Linked DNA regions of Mus musculus: all the other regions are linked to region 2. Evidence: chromatin contacts called from public HiChIP or PLAC-seq and promoter capture Hi-C data. All regions are on one chromosome and are shown on one strand. The core of a region is the stretch at or near the end of the contact, and the rest is flanking DNA. Distances in the headings are between cores, read along the strand shown.

Region 1 (3,681 bases), core at 196-2,695, 100 kb before region 2:
CAACACAAAAATCGTGCAGGTCCGATCCTTAGTGGGTCATGGTTCCGTGCTCCGGACTCGCAATGGACACACTGCGCAAAGCCACGGCGAAGGCCTGGCTAGTTTTCATGGTTTCGTGACTGGAGGTTTGCCCATCACTCCTGCATGGTTGATTTGTGTTACAAACTGCCCCGGAACGCTTCTTAACCTACTTCTAGCTTACTTCTCTTTAGCACCAAACATCTACGGAGGCTAAAAAATAAATTCTCTGAAAGTAACAGTCTCTAAGTTGTTCTGGGTCTCCCTTCCCACAGAGATGGGTCAATTGCAAATACAACACAGACTAGGGACAGACCAAAAAAATCCTTGATTTTGCAAAGGTACCTTGAAACGTCTCTTGGGATGAGGGATGGGACAGAGACCCTGACTTAAGTCTCTAGGTTGGGCACGGCACAGAGGGCACAGGACAGAGAAGCCTCACAAGCGACCCTGTCTTCTGCACACTAGCAGGAAGGGATGCTGGAGGGGAGCAACGGCCAGCAGTAGGTACCTGAAGAGACTGGCTGACGTCTGGTTCGTCCTCCAAGCCGTCCGCTGTGCCAGCACCCCTTGCACAATCTCCTTCTCGTTGGGCAGCCGGTAGACAGGGAAGATGTAGAGCCAACAGAGGACCACCACACAGAGGGCACTGGCTCCTACGGGTAGCCGGGTACGCGGGAATTTCCGAGCTAGCATGGCCATGGCCCCTCTGGACGTATGTAGGGCCCGCCCGCAGGGGCTCATCGCAGCCTCGATGTCCCAGGGTCAGTGTACCCTCAGCACAACGCTGGACAAAGTGGCAGTGAAGGATGCTCCAGTGGCCGGCCCCCCATGCACACACACCTTTGGCTTTCCAGCTCGCAAACGCACGGCTGGGGAACCCCCACGCCACGGCCCCAGAGGTCAGCTACAAGGATCTTCGCCAATGCAACTTTTACTGGGATGTCTTGCTAAAGGAAGTGGCCTCCGGGCAAATCACAAGCCTTAGTCTCTTTCCCTGCAGGCAGCGGGCGATGAAGGAGTCTAAGAGCAGTGGGGCCGGTGGCTCCCGCCCTTACTGCAGCATCACCGTCGCCCTCGGCTGGGGTCCTGGAAGAGGCGCGGCTGGCTCCCGGACGTCTGATGGGTTGTGTCCCTTCCAGAAAGAGATGCTCCTGCGCCCTGCACCGCCCTTTCCCCGCCTCCTGCGCCGCCGCGGTGCCCGGCACCCCCCAGATGCGCTCTCCGCGCCACACCAAGTCCTTGGAAATTTCCACGATGGCCCGGGACCGCTACCCCACCCCCGGCGCCTCGGCCGCGCCCGCCAGGACCCTCACTCCGCGCCCCTCACGGGCAAACCTAGAACTCTCTCTCATCAGTTCATTCAGCGGTGCGCCGCAGCCTTCTGCTGCGCCCTGGACTCCGCAGACACGCGCCCCGGGATTGGTGGAAATCAAGGTCTCCCCCGCCCTCCCCCACCCGCGAAATTGCCTCCCGTGACCTGCTTGGGGCCGCGACGCTAGCCCAGGGTGCAGGCCCCTCGCCGCTGCCCTTGTTCTCTGCAGAGGGAGGCAGACAATAAGAGCAGCAGCCCCTCTGGTGCGTGCATGCACACGCGCATATGTCTATCCCGGAGTATGCACAGATTGGGGACCCGCACACCTTGTGCCCAGGCTGCTGTCTCCCTCTCCTTTCTGCAATTGATTGGTTATAACTGAGCAGTGAGGAGGCTGGCGAATATTTATTCCTTCCTCGGCTCCCTTAATCAGATCAGCCCGTGCTGAGCTACGATTCCATGCACGCACTTGCGTGCACGCGCGGGCGCGAGCTCACACGCTCAGGCACGCACATACACGTCCGCGCGCGCGAACACACACACACACATACACACACACACACACACACACACACACACACACACACTGCTGCTACTGGGCACAAGGGGAGATGCATGCACACTGGGATCCACCACCTTGCCTCCACCCTTCCGAGAACAGAGGGGCATCCTCATATGCTTGTGGCTGGTGTTCTCCCGCAGACCTTGGAGGAGATAACGCCTCTGTAGACTAAAAAGCTGTTTATTCTTAAAAGGCTGCAAAGGCAAGCTTATCACAACCACGACCTTGGAAACGTGCAACCCGCCTGGACCCGCCTAGAGGAGAGACTCACAGTAAGCCATTTCTGCTCGCCCTAGCAGAAGTCGGAAAAGGCTCGGGTACCTCCTAGCGGCAGTCTCTTCTATTTGCTTAAGCATCCTGTGCAAGGACAAAGAAGAAAGTCTGCAGCCTCCAAAACCAGCTAGCTTAGTCGTCACAGGACTGAAATCTCAGGCCACAGTTCCATTTGTTCAGCCAAGAGCAGCACTCCAGACGGCCCACAGTGACTAGTTTGTGCCCTGCAGTCTTTTTTAGCACCTTCAGTAGGGAGAGGTGAAACTTGAGACTTTGGTGCCAACCAACCTCTACCAGCATTGCAATGCTTTTCTTAGGAAGACTGCTCAATGCTCCCCAGTGGAACCAAATACCGTTAGTTAAAATAAAGACTGCCCTTGCCGCTGATAGAAGCAAATAAAGACTGCTCTTACCGCCGGGCGTGGTGGCGCACGCCTTTAATCCCAGCACTTGGGAGGCAGAGGCAGGCGGATCTCTGAGTTCGAGGCCAGCCTGGTCTACAAAGTGAGTTCCAGGACAGCCAGGGCTACACAGAGAAACCCTGTCTCGAAAAACCAAAAAAAAAAAAAAAAAAAAAAGACTGCTCTTGCCGCTGTTAGAAGCTTGCTGCTCTTTTAGAGGACCTGTATTCAGTTCCTAGCACTCACTGCGGGCAGGCAGCTCACAATTACATATCTGACTGGGGAGGGGGAGGGGAGGTCTTCTGAAGGCACCTGCACATACATATACAAACCTCCACACCATTACAGGCACATAATTTTAAAATATAATAAATGTTAAAATAAAATGAAGATCCCTCTCACCCCAAACTTCCTCTGTTCTAGGAAGGCAAGATGGGGACATTTGCCATCTTTGAGGGCTGTAGACACATCATCAATCACTTTTCCTCCCTATAACTTAAACAAAGCACAAATGATCCCAATTTCTCTTCCTCCAGGTCTCCATATAGCTGAATTTACAGTAAACGAAATAAACCTACAAGCAAAAGATCATACAGGGATCATGAGGACCCATGAAAACCTTTCCCATTTAGTACTGCATTACAATGTAACACACTGTAGTACTGCGCTACAATGTAAACACTCTGGCCCCTTCTTTCCCAACCCCTGGGCAACCTTTATCTGATGTTACCCTCTGGTTCTCAGGAGCATTAACAATGGCTACAATGTTATTTTCCTCACCTTTCCAGGTCTTCATGGTGTCATGTCTGTCAGCATATAGTAGCCACAGTCTTAAATATGTTTTTCCTCCCTTCCTACATACAAATCTACTGACTCATTCAAGGATAAGTGGCCATTAAATTCTCCCTGGATAACATGGTAGTCCCAGACCACCTAAAACACTAGCTTCCGTGCCAGCAAGACATTTCAATGGGTCAAAGCACTTGCCACCCAAGCTTGGAGACTGGAGTTCTGTCCCCAGAACACGTCATAGAAAGAGAGAGTTGAGTGCTGAAATGTGTCCTCTGACCCTCACATCTATGCCATGACAGGCTCACTCATACTCATTACAC
Region 2 (3,496 bases), core at 291-2,790:
CCATTCCTACAGGACAGCAGCACGTAAGGAACAAGCACATAAGTAGACACCGGCAAGCTCAAGTGCACTCATCTTCACAGACAGTGTCAAATACAGAAACTCAGCCACATGTTTAACCTATTTTGCTATGGTAAGTAGCACATGCATTTTACTCTACTATATTAAAACTTTCTTTAAAGTAAGATATCAAAGTTATGGTCACAGCTAGTTTTACAATCAATTTATTCTAATAAAAATATTAAAATAAGGCAACAATTCTTTGATAATATTCAATATTTATAAGTTGATAATTTTAATAAAATAACCAAAAGAATAACTGACTATGCTAACAACTTAAACACATCAAAATATCTGGTAAAATATGGGAAGAAACACACTAACTGCTCAGGTCAAAACTACAGGAAGCTAACGGGCCAATCAGCCTTCAGAATGAAGCTTATTCTCTGCTCATGCTCTCCTCTGAACATGGGATGTGCTCATTAACAAAAATCAACACACATGTGTAAGCACATCACAAATGTACATAGTCATGGATGAAAGAATTCTATTTCCTCACCCTTAGATGTATTTTAAGGCTAATATTACATTTTCCCTAGCATTTGTTGTCGTCATTGTTTTGATAGTAACACAAGGACAAGTATGGCCCACGATCTATGGAGATGGGATGGCTCACACTGGCTCTCAAAGCTAAAGATGCATCCGGTCAAGTTCACTGCAGTGCCTTAGGGAGGAGTTAATCCATGTTTACATTTTTAGCTGTTCTTGGATAAGGAAACAAGGGTTAGCATGTGTGTAGTCCCATTCTGATCTCTGAAAACAAAAGTTTTTCTTACAGTAATCTTAAGGTTTTTAGAGACTACACAATGCTAACTGGAAACAAAACTAAGATCTTTATATGAAGCATATTTAAAATCACAAAATAAAAGGTAAGTTTGCAGTGATAAATAAAGTACCAGAAAACATAGCAGAATAACTTGATTAATGGAATGGAAAGAAAACAAGTGTATAATAAAAGAATAGCACCAAAATGAGACTTAAACTGGTTCAAACAGAATAATTTTCTCATGTAGCCTTCTGGTTTAGCAACAGGATGGCACAGGTCGGATGTGGATGGAGCAGGTATGGAGAGAGGGGAACAGAGCATCTACAAGGACACTGAGTGAGACCTCGGTCCTGAGAGTGACAGCAAACATCCACAGCCACATCCTGACACATAATCTTTGTTAAACAGAAAACTCAGTGACTACTGATAATAGCCATCAAGTAAGCGTCAGTGACATATGTGTGGTTCTGATTAACTGTCAGTGAAATCACTCACACACATAAAGCACACAGTCATTCTCTATGGCATAAAATAACATGTTTTCAGAGATGATTTAAAACAAAGGGATTATTTAAAAAAAAGCTGACATAATGTGATCCTACCAGAAGCAGCCAGGAACAGCTCTTCACTGAAAGAAACACTTTTCCTCAGAACGGGGCTGACAAGGCTAGAGTGATGAGGGGTAAGGCTAGATTCCGAGAGGAGGCGGGACTTAAGGTGAAAGGAACCACAAGAGAGGGGGGTGGAGCTGGGACACAGGTAGATCCCCGGCCCCTGTGGGTAAGGTGCTGTGGAGGAAAGTAGCAAAGATGTAGGTTCAGAAGATGATCAGAAATGCAGGAGAAGGAACGCAGTGAGAGCAAACATAACAATCAAATGGATTCAAATGCAGACAAACCCACACTGAGTGAGCCAGAGCTCAGGTACCCACCCACCCGCCAGAGCCCTAGCCAACATGCAAACCAAGGACACCTTCAAAATGAACAAAGCCCTTCAAACTCTGCAAGCACTGAAAAACTTTAAATCATTAGCAAGACTTTATGCATTCCATCACTTTTGACTGACTTCTTCAAATACTTAAATTGCCCACCAATTGATTTTGGTTGGTTGGCTGGCTGACTGTATTTAAGAACTTGTATGGCTGAAAACCACCACTCTCCGTATGGTAAGAAACTTGTGGCTTCAATCCAAAACACTGATTTAAAGTAGTAAATTTTGGTACCTTAAAATGTTACTAGCTATGATACTGCATATATTTGTGCTAATGGGATACTCATTTAAAAAATAATCATAGAGTAATGTATTATGAATTCCAAGCTAGGTTTTTACTCTCCAGTTTTGATGTATACATTAATCCTTTCATCTTACCTCTAAAATGTCTCATACTTTAATGTGATCATATCACTATTTACAGATATTTGCACATAAAGGTCAAATACCCTGTGTATTGTAAGAAATATATACAGCCACCCTGCCTAAGAAAGTAAAATCTACCCAAATCAAGTGTGTAAATCTCTGCTATATACCTATTACAGCATTCAAAAATTCCACTCCTATTAGTTGAGAAATTGGGGAAAACATTTTTAAAATCTCATTTTTTAAAATGTTATAAATTAGATTCTAATAAAGTAAAAAAAAATTAAGAAAACTAACCCAAAAAATGCATTATAAACAGAAAAATAACTTTCTCAGACCACCCTTTATTCTGCTCTATTTCTGACGTCTCGGTTTATAAATAGTAAGTCAATCATAATCGACTTGTACTGCTTCTCAGAAGCCGGACAGAGACAGGAAAGGATGCTCACTGAGTCTCAGCTTACGAGGTAACAAAACTGAGAGGTGGCAAGCCCCTCCAGACCGCGCAAAGGTGGCGAGGGTCTCAACAAGCTACTAAGGTGGGAAAACAAAACAAAACAATCAGAGTCAGCTTACAGGTATATAAATGAGGTTTTAAGAACCAGTACTACAGAAGTCCTTGCTAGCACATCTGATGCCAGTCAGAAAGCTTCCATTGCTGATGCCTGTACAATCTTTAGGTTTGTCCTTTTGTAAGAATTAAGAAACAAAAAAGCCAAAAAAAAAAAAAAAAACCCCGCTTTCTAAACGTTATCTGTGGTACGACAAGAACATAATCAGTGAGCATTATTGAAAAGCAGCTTAGAAGCCAGTGAGCAGACCAAAGCCTCACAGCTCCAGTCACATCTCCTTGTTTATAAGAGCACACCCAGAGTCCCAGCTATACTGGGCCTGGGCCGACTCCTGCTCACAAGGCAGAGACCAGCCTCCGCAACTTAATAAGATCTGGTCTCTAAGTACCCAGGAGCTGAGGAGGAGGCTGGCTGAGGTGGAGTGCTTGTCCAGCATGCACCATGAGCTGGGTTTCATCTCCAGCCTACAGAAAAGGTGCAGAGGAGAAGGTCCCATCCCAAGCCTACCTTGTTCTCAGTGGCATGAACATTACGGCTAGTCGCTTACTCCTTTTTTTTTTTTTTTTTTAAATTTCATCGCAATTTCAATGGCTCAATTTTTATGGCACAAAGAAGTTAAAATACCACATTCCAAAGCATCCATTACTATAAAATGCTATCTTTTTTTTTTGTTTTGTTTTGTTTTTGTTTTTTCGAGACAGGGTTTCTCTGGTTGTCCTGGAACACACTTTGTAGACCAGGCTGG
Region 3 (3,954 bases), core at 1,238-3,737, 120 kb after region 2:
TCCAGGACAGCTAGAGCTACTGAGACCCCATCTCAAGTGGGGGCTGAGGAAACCACAAAAGGGGGCTGGAGAGCTGGCTCTGCCTTTAAAGGCGAGGCTCTCAACCACAGCAGCAGCAAAGGCAAATTGGCTACACCTGTTTTAGCTGGCCCTTCCTTTACTGTAGCATGTGAAAGCTGAGCTTTTTGAAGGTACTTGTACTTAGAATAATGGATTAAAATTTGCATTTTATTTACGTACACATTTGATCTGTTATCTTAAAGTCATCCTCTTGAACTCCCTATTTTCTGCTTATCTTGTGAGATATAAGTAGATAAAAATAAGGAAGTGAGTGGGCTGGACCTGATATCATCAAGCTGTCTTTGTTCTTTCTCAGCAGTGTAAGTTTGAAGCTCACTTTTGATACTTCACATTTGTGCAGTGACTGCATACATTTAAAGTAATGTGATGAACTGGCTTTGGCATTACATACATACATGGTTTGCCAGCCATTATTATGCTGTTAATAGTATACGTTTTATAAAATGCTATCAGGATCTGGGGAGTGGTGATGCACACCTTTAATCCTAGTGCTTGGGAGGCCGAGGCACATGGATCGCAGTGTGTTCCAGGACCGCCAGAGCTACTAGGAGGAACAAATGAAAGAAACAAACAAACAAGCCCAAAACAAAACAAAAACCCAAAGCAACAACAGAAGAATTAGCATAAGAATGCAGGCGTTCCTTAGCTGCTGCTGATCCATTCCTGACTGTATGAAGGGACAGCTGACCTCAAAGTGGGGTCAGTGCACAGTAATGAGCTAAAATTGTAAAAATAAAACAAAAAATAAAAACAAAAAATAAAGCAGCTGTTCTTCCTACAGAGGAAGGCAGCATTATGCAGTTGTCTGTCAGTCATTTGTTAATCTCACAAGGCTTAGAGTGAGGAACTCGGAGTGACTTGCAGTTCGTAGTATTCTATTTGGATATTAGCTAATTCTTCAGTTGGGGACATATCAGAAGCCATTGATGAAGTTTTCAAGATTGAGAGCTTGTCTCTACTTTTGTTAGAAGGTTCTTTGCTTTGACAATGACTTTAGTTAATTTGTTTCTTACCCTCATCCCAATTTCTTCATAAGAGCCCATGTATAAGTCTTACTATAACTTTAAATTTAAGGGATGTTAATCATTGTCCATTTTCTATTCAGTAAAACACAAGAAGTTGATTGGCATTTAGGCAAAACAAAAGTAGAAGAAAATGAAGGCCTTTTATTGGAATGGTTTTAGTTTTGTACACGGTAGGTAGGAAAGTCTGTACTACTGTCCTCTGATTGGCTCTAAACAAGATCCATTCTGCTCTTACTAACACAGAACTTATTGTTTTAGTGATGTAGAAGATCTTTCCCATGGGTTTATTTTAACATTTAATACAAATCTGACTTGCTAGGAGGTTTATAGAGATTTCTTAGCCCTTCCTGCTTGACCGACACAGATCAGCCTCAGTGGAGCTGTCCTTGTGGTACCAGATGTAGCTCAGTTGCTAACTGCTGACCTAGTACATACAGAGCCTCAGCCATCCTCAGCCATCCTCCTCCATCTTCAGCCAGCGTCGAGTAAGTGGGTGTGCCAGTACTGTAATCCCAGTACTTGGAAGGTAGAAACAAAGGACAGGAAATTCAGGGTCATTCTTGGGTAGGTTTTAGGCTCCTCCTCCCCCAGTCCCTATTAAAGAAATAACAGAAACAAACAGAATCTTGTCTTTGAAACGTTACTGATGAAACAAGCAGAAATAGGTACATAGTCATATAAACAGTTTGCTTATAAAAATCAATATATTCATACACATATATACCTTTGCTTGCCTGCTTGGAGTACCACCATATCTTTAAAATAAAAGCCATGTTTATAGAGTACTGAGTTTAAATATCTACAAATACAGATATAGACCTAACTCTTTCTAACCCTGTACCTGGTACCTAGAGTCTCTACGATTGACAAGTTTGTGCTGTATCCCACCTCACCTGCTCATTCATCAGTCTGTCTTCCTTTCTTACTTTATCTTCACTGAGTTGCAGACCTGCGTGGTTTCCATCCCCAAGTTCTTTACAGTGTAGTGTGTTTAGAGCTCAGCATGCACTGAAGTGTACTGTGCCAGGCTTAGCATAGCAAGCTGGGGGTGGTGATGTGGAGTAGCATTGCAGCCATTGGGAAACTGAAAGCGTGGGATATCTGTTGCCTGAGAAATTCAAGGTAACCTAGGCAACATAGTGGAAACCTGCCTTTAAAAACAAGTTTTAAGCATGCTACTTGTAGAATTTGACAGGTGTCTGCCCCTATAAGCTGAAGGCCCTTAAGTACAGAACAGTTCTACCATCCTGGAGAGAGCCTCGTGCTCTCGAGAAGAATACACTAATCCTGAATTGATTTACTCTAGACTACTGTGTGTGAGAGTAGAGCAGCCCAAGACAGTCAGCGTCCAGCAGGACTCTAGCCAGACGCAATGGTGCATGTCTGTAATCCTAGCTCGCAGGAGACTGAGGCATGGAAATTTTGTGAGTTAGAGACCTGTGCTGTCTATGTAGTGAGTGACAGGGCAGCCAGGGCTACAGAGCAAGACCCTGTTTTAAAACCCAACAAACAGTCCCCTGCATTCCTTAGTTATTAAGGAGCACTGACTGAGATTGCTGGATGTTTGTTTTCAGTGTTTATTTTTACTGCCTGACAGTGTCACAGTTTCTGGTGTACGGCGGTCCTTCCTCCTCCAGTATTCTCTTGTTCTTTCCCCATTCCTGCTGAGCCCTTTCTTCCCAGCATCCCTCTCTCCTCTTTCTGTGTGTGCCTGGGTGTGACCCACTGGTTTTCCTGAGTTGTTTGCATGAGCCTTTTCAGACGCATGCGCTAGGCCCACTGTATTTCAGTCATACCTGGGTGAGAATGTTAAATGCCGTGTTTCCCCTTTGTGGAAATGCTCTTGCAGCCCTTCCTCTCCTGCTACTGTGCTTGTGTTCTGTGTAGTAGAGCCTCCATTTCTCTCCTAGCATTTGACTACTTCCCATGTACCACGAGGGCTCTTGTGTCCCTCCCCAGGCTCAGCCTCACACAGCTGTTGCCAGTCCCTGCTCTTACAGTGAGAGTGATGTGTGCTGGCCTGGGCTGGAGGTGGGTATTTCCTCGCTCACATCCTCTTGCCAAGCTCTTACACAGAATTCCTGTGAACTTTCCTCACCGCTGTTTCTCCATGTCTAAGAGCTGGGCTGGAAAGGGTCCGACTCTCAAATAGGTGACTTTTCTTTTCATTTGTAATAAGATAAGGTCAAGACATGTGTCTTGTTATAATTATATAGCCTTGTTTAGTTCGTTTTTGGCTTTAACATGCTTTAATAAATGGAAGACTAGTTTTCTTGCATTGAGATTTGACCAGTTTAACTGGATTTTTCCTACAGTGGTGAGGGCTTCAAGCAGTAGTAAAAAAAATCAAAAATATTTTTGAAAATTCAAATTCATCCATTATTTGCTTTGTGTTGTGTGTCACTGGTGCAATTATTTAAAGATTATAAAAATCAATGCTAGCCTTTAAGCTGATCATTTTTTTTAAAGGTTAAGGATGCCCTGAGAATCTGGATGATCTAGAAGCCCCTCCTTGGGAAGTGAGTGTGCACATCAGATTCTAGGGTGTGTTTTCATTATCTGTTCACCTTTGAGACCTCAAGGAGAAATTCTTGTCTGAAGGAATTAGTTATTAAGAGTAATGGACATTATTAATACTGGGAAATATTAAAAAAAATTAAACTCACGGTGAAAAGAAACAACATGTTCTGTTGCTAGGAGAATATTTCCCAGTGCTGTAATTTGATTTTTCTGGCACCCTAAAGATCATAAGACCTCTTTAATTTTACATTGTTGCAGAATCTTAAATTTAAGGTTGAGTTCCACTTTGTAATGATTTGAAACAGAATAGTTAATGCAGATTTTAAAC

The links. Promoter capture Hi-C pulls out the DNA fragments that hold promoters and counts their contacts. HiChIP or PLAC-seq counts read pairs in DNA pulled down with a chosen protein or histone mark.
Region 1: a promoter capture Hi-C map of embryonic stem cells shows a contact between it and region 2, with 3 times the contacts expected there. The contact joins the promoter of St8sia1 here to the enhancer-like site in region 2. A contact is called at or near these places in 5 of 39 promoter capture datasets (the 3T3-L1 cell line, embryonic stem cells, liver and 1 more), 1 of 115 datasets of contacts at active chromatin or transcription factors (embryonic stem cells) and 3 of 9 other capture datasets (adipose tissue, liver and pancreatic islet).
Region 3: an H3K27ac HiChIP or PLAC-seq map of embryonic stem cells shows a contact between it and region 2, with 7 read pairs. The contact joins two enhancer-like sites. A contact is called at or near these places in 3 of 15 datasets of contacts at CTCF or cohesin (CD8 T cells, the NIH/3T3 cell line and large pre-B cells), 12 of 484 Hi-C or Micro-C datasets (the C10 cell line, CD4 T cells, the HPC-7 cell line and 6 more), 13 of 115 datasets of contacts at active chromatin or transcription factors (the 230-238 cell line, CD8 T cells, Th17 cells and 6 more) and 4 of 9 other capture datasets (adipose tissue, embryonic stem cells, liver and 1 more).

What each region holds. Positions count from the first base shown.
Region 1 is chr6:142,963,007-142,966,687 of GRCm38.p6, forward strand. St8sia1 (ST8 alpha-N-acetyl-neuraminide alpha-2,8-sialyltransferase 1) reads right to left here and starts at 1,446. Exons shown (of 5, transcript NM_011374.2): 1 at 530-1,446. The coding sequence starts at 762.
Region 2 is chr6:143,067,136-143,070,631 of GRCm38.p6, forward strand. C2cd5 (C2 calcium-dependent domain containing 5) reads right to left here. Exons shown (of 29, transcript NM_001362113.1): 9 at 1-6. Among named protein-coding and RNA genes, the nearest start is that of C2cd5, 31 kb to the right of the region's middle. Within about 2 kb of position 1,541, at least 39 of the 459 cell types and tissues checked have an H3K27ac peak or open chromatin away from gene starts, as enhancers often do. A contact at or near this core is called in embryonic stem cells, where this site is marked.
Region 3 is chr6:143,188,839-143,192,792 of GRCm38.p6, forward strand. The region is part of intron 4 of Etnk1 (ethanolamine kinase 1); the gene reads left to right. Among named protein-coding and RNA genes, the nearest start is that of Etnk1, 24 kb to the left of the region's middle. Within about 2 kb of position 2,488, at least 42 of the 459 cell types and tissues checked have an H3K27ac peak or open chromatin away from gene starts, as enhancers often do. A contact at or near this core is called in embryonic stem cells, where this site is marked.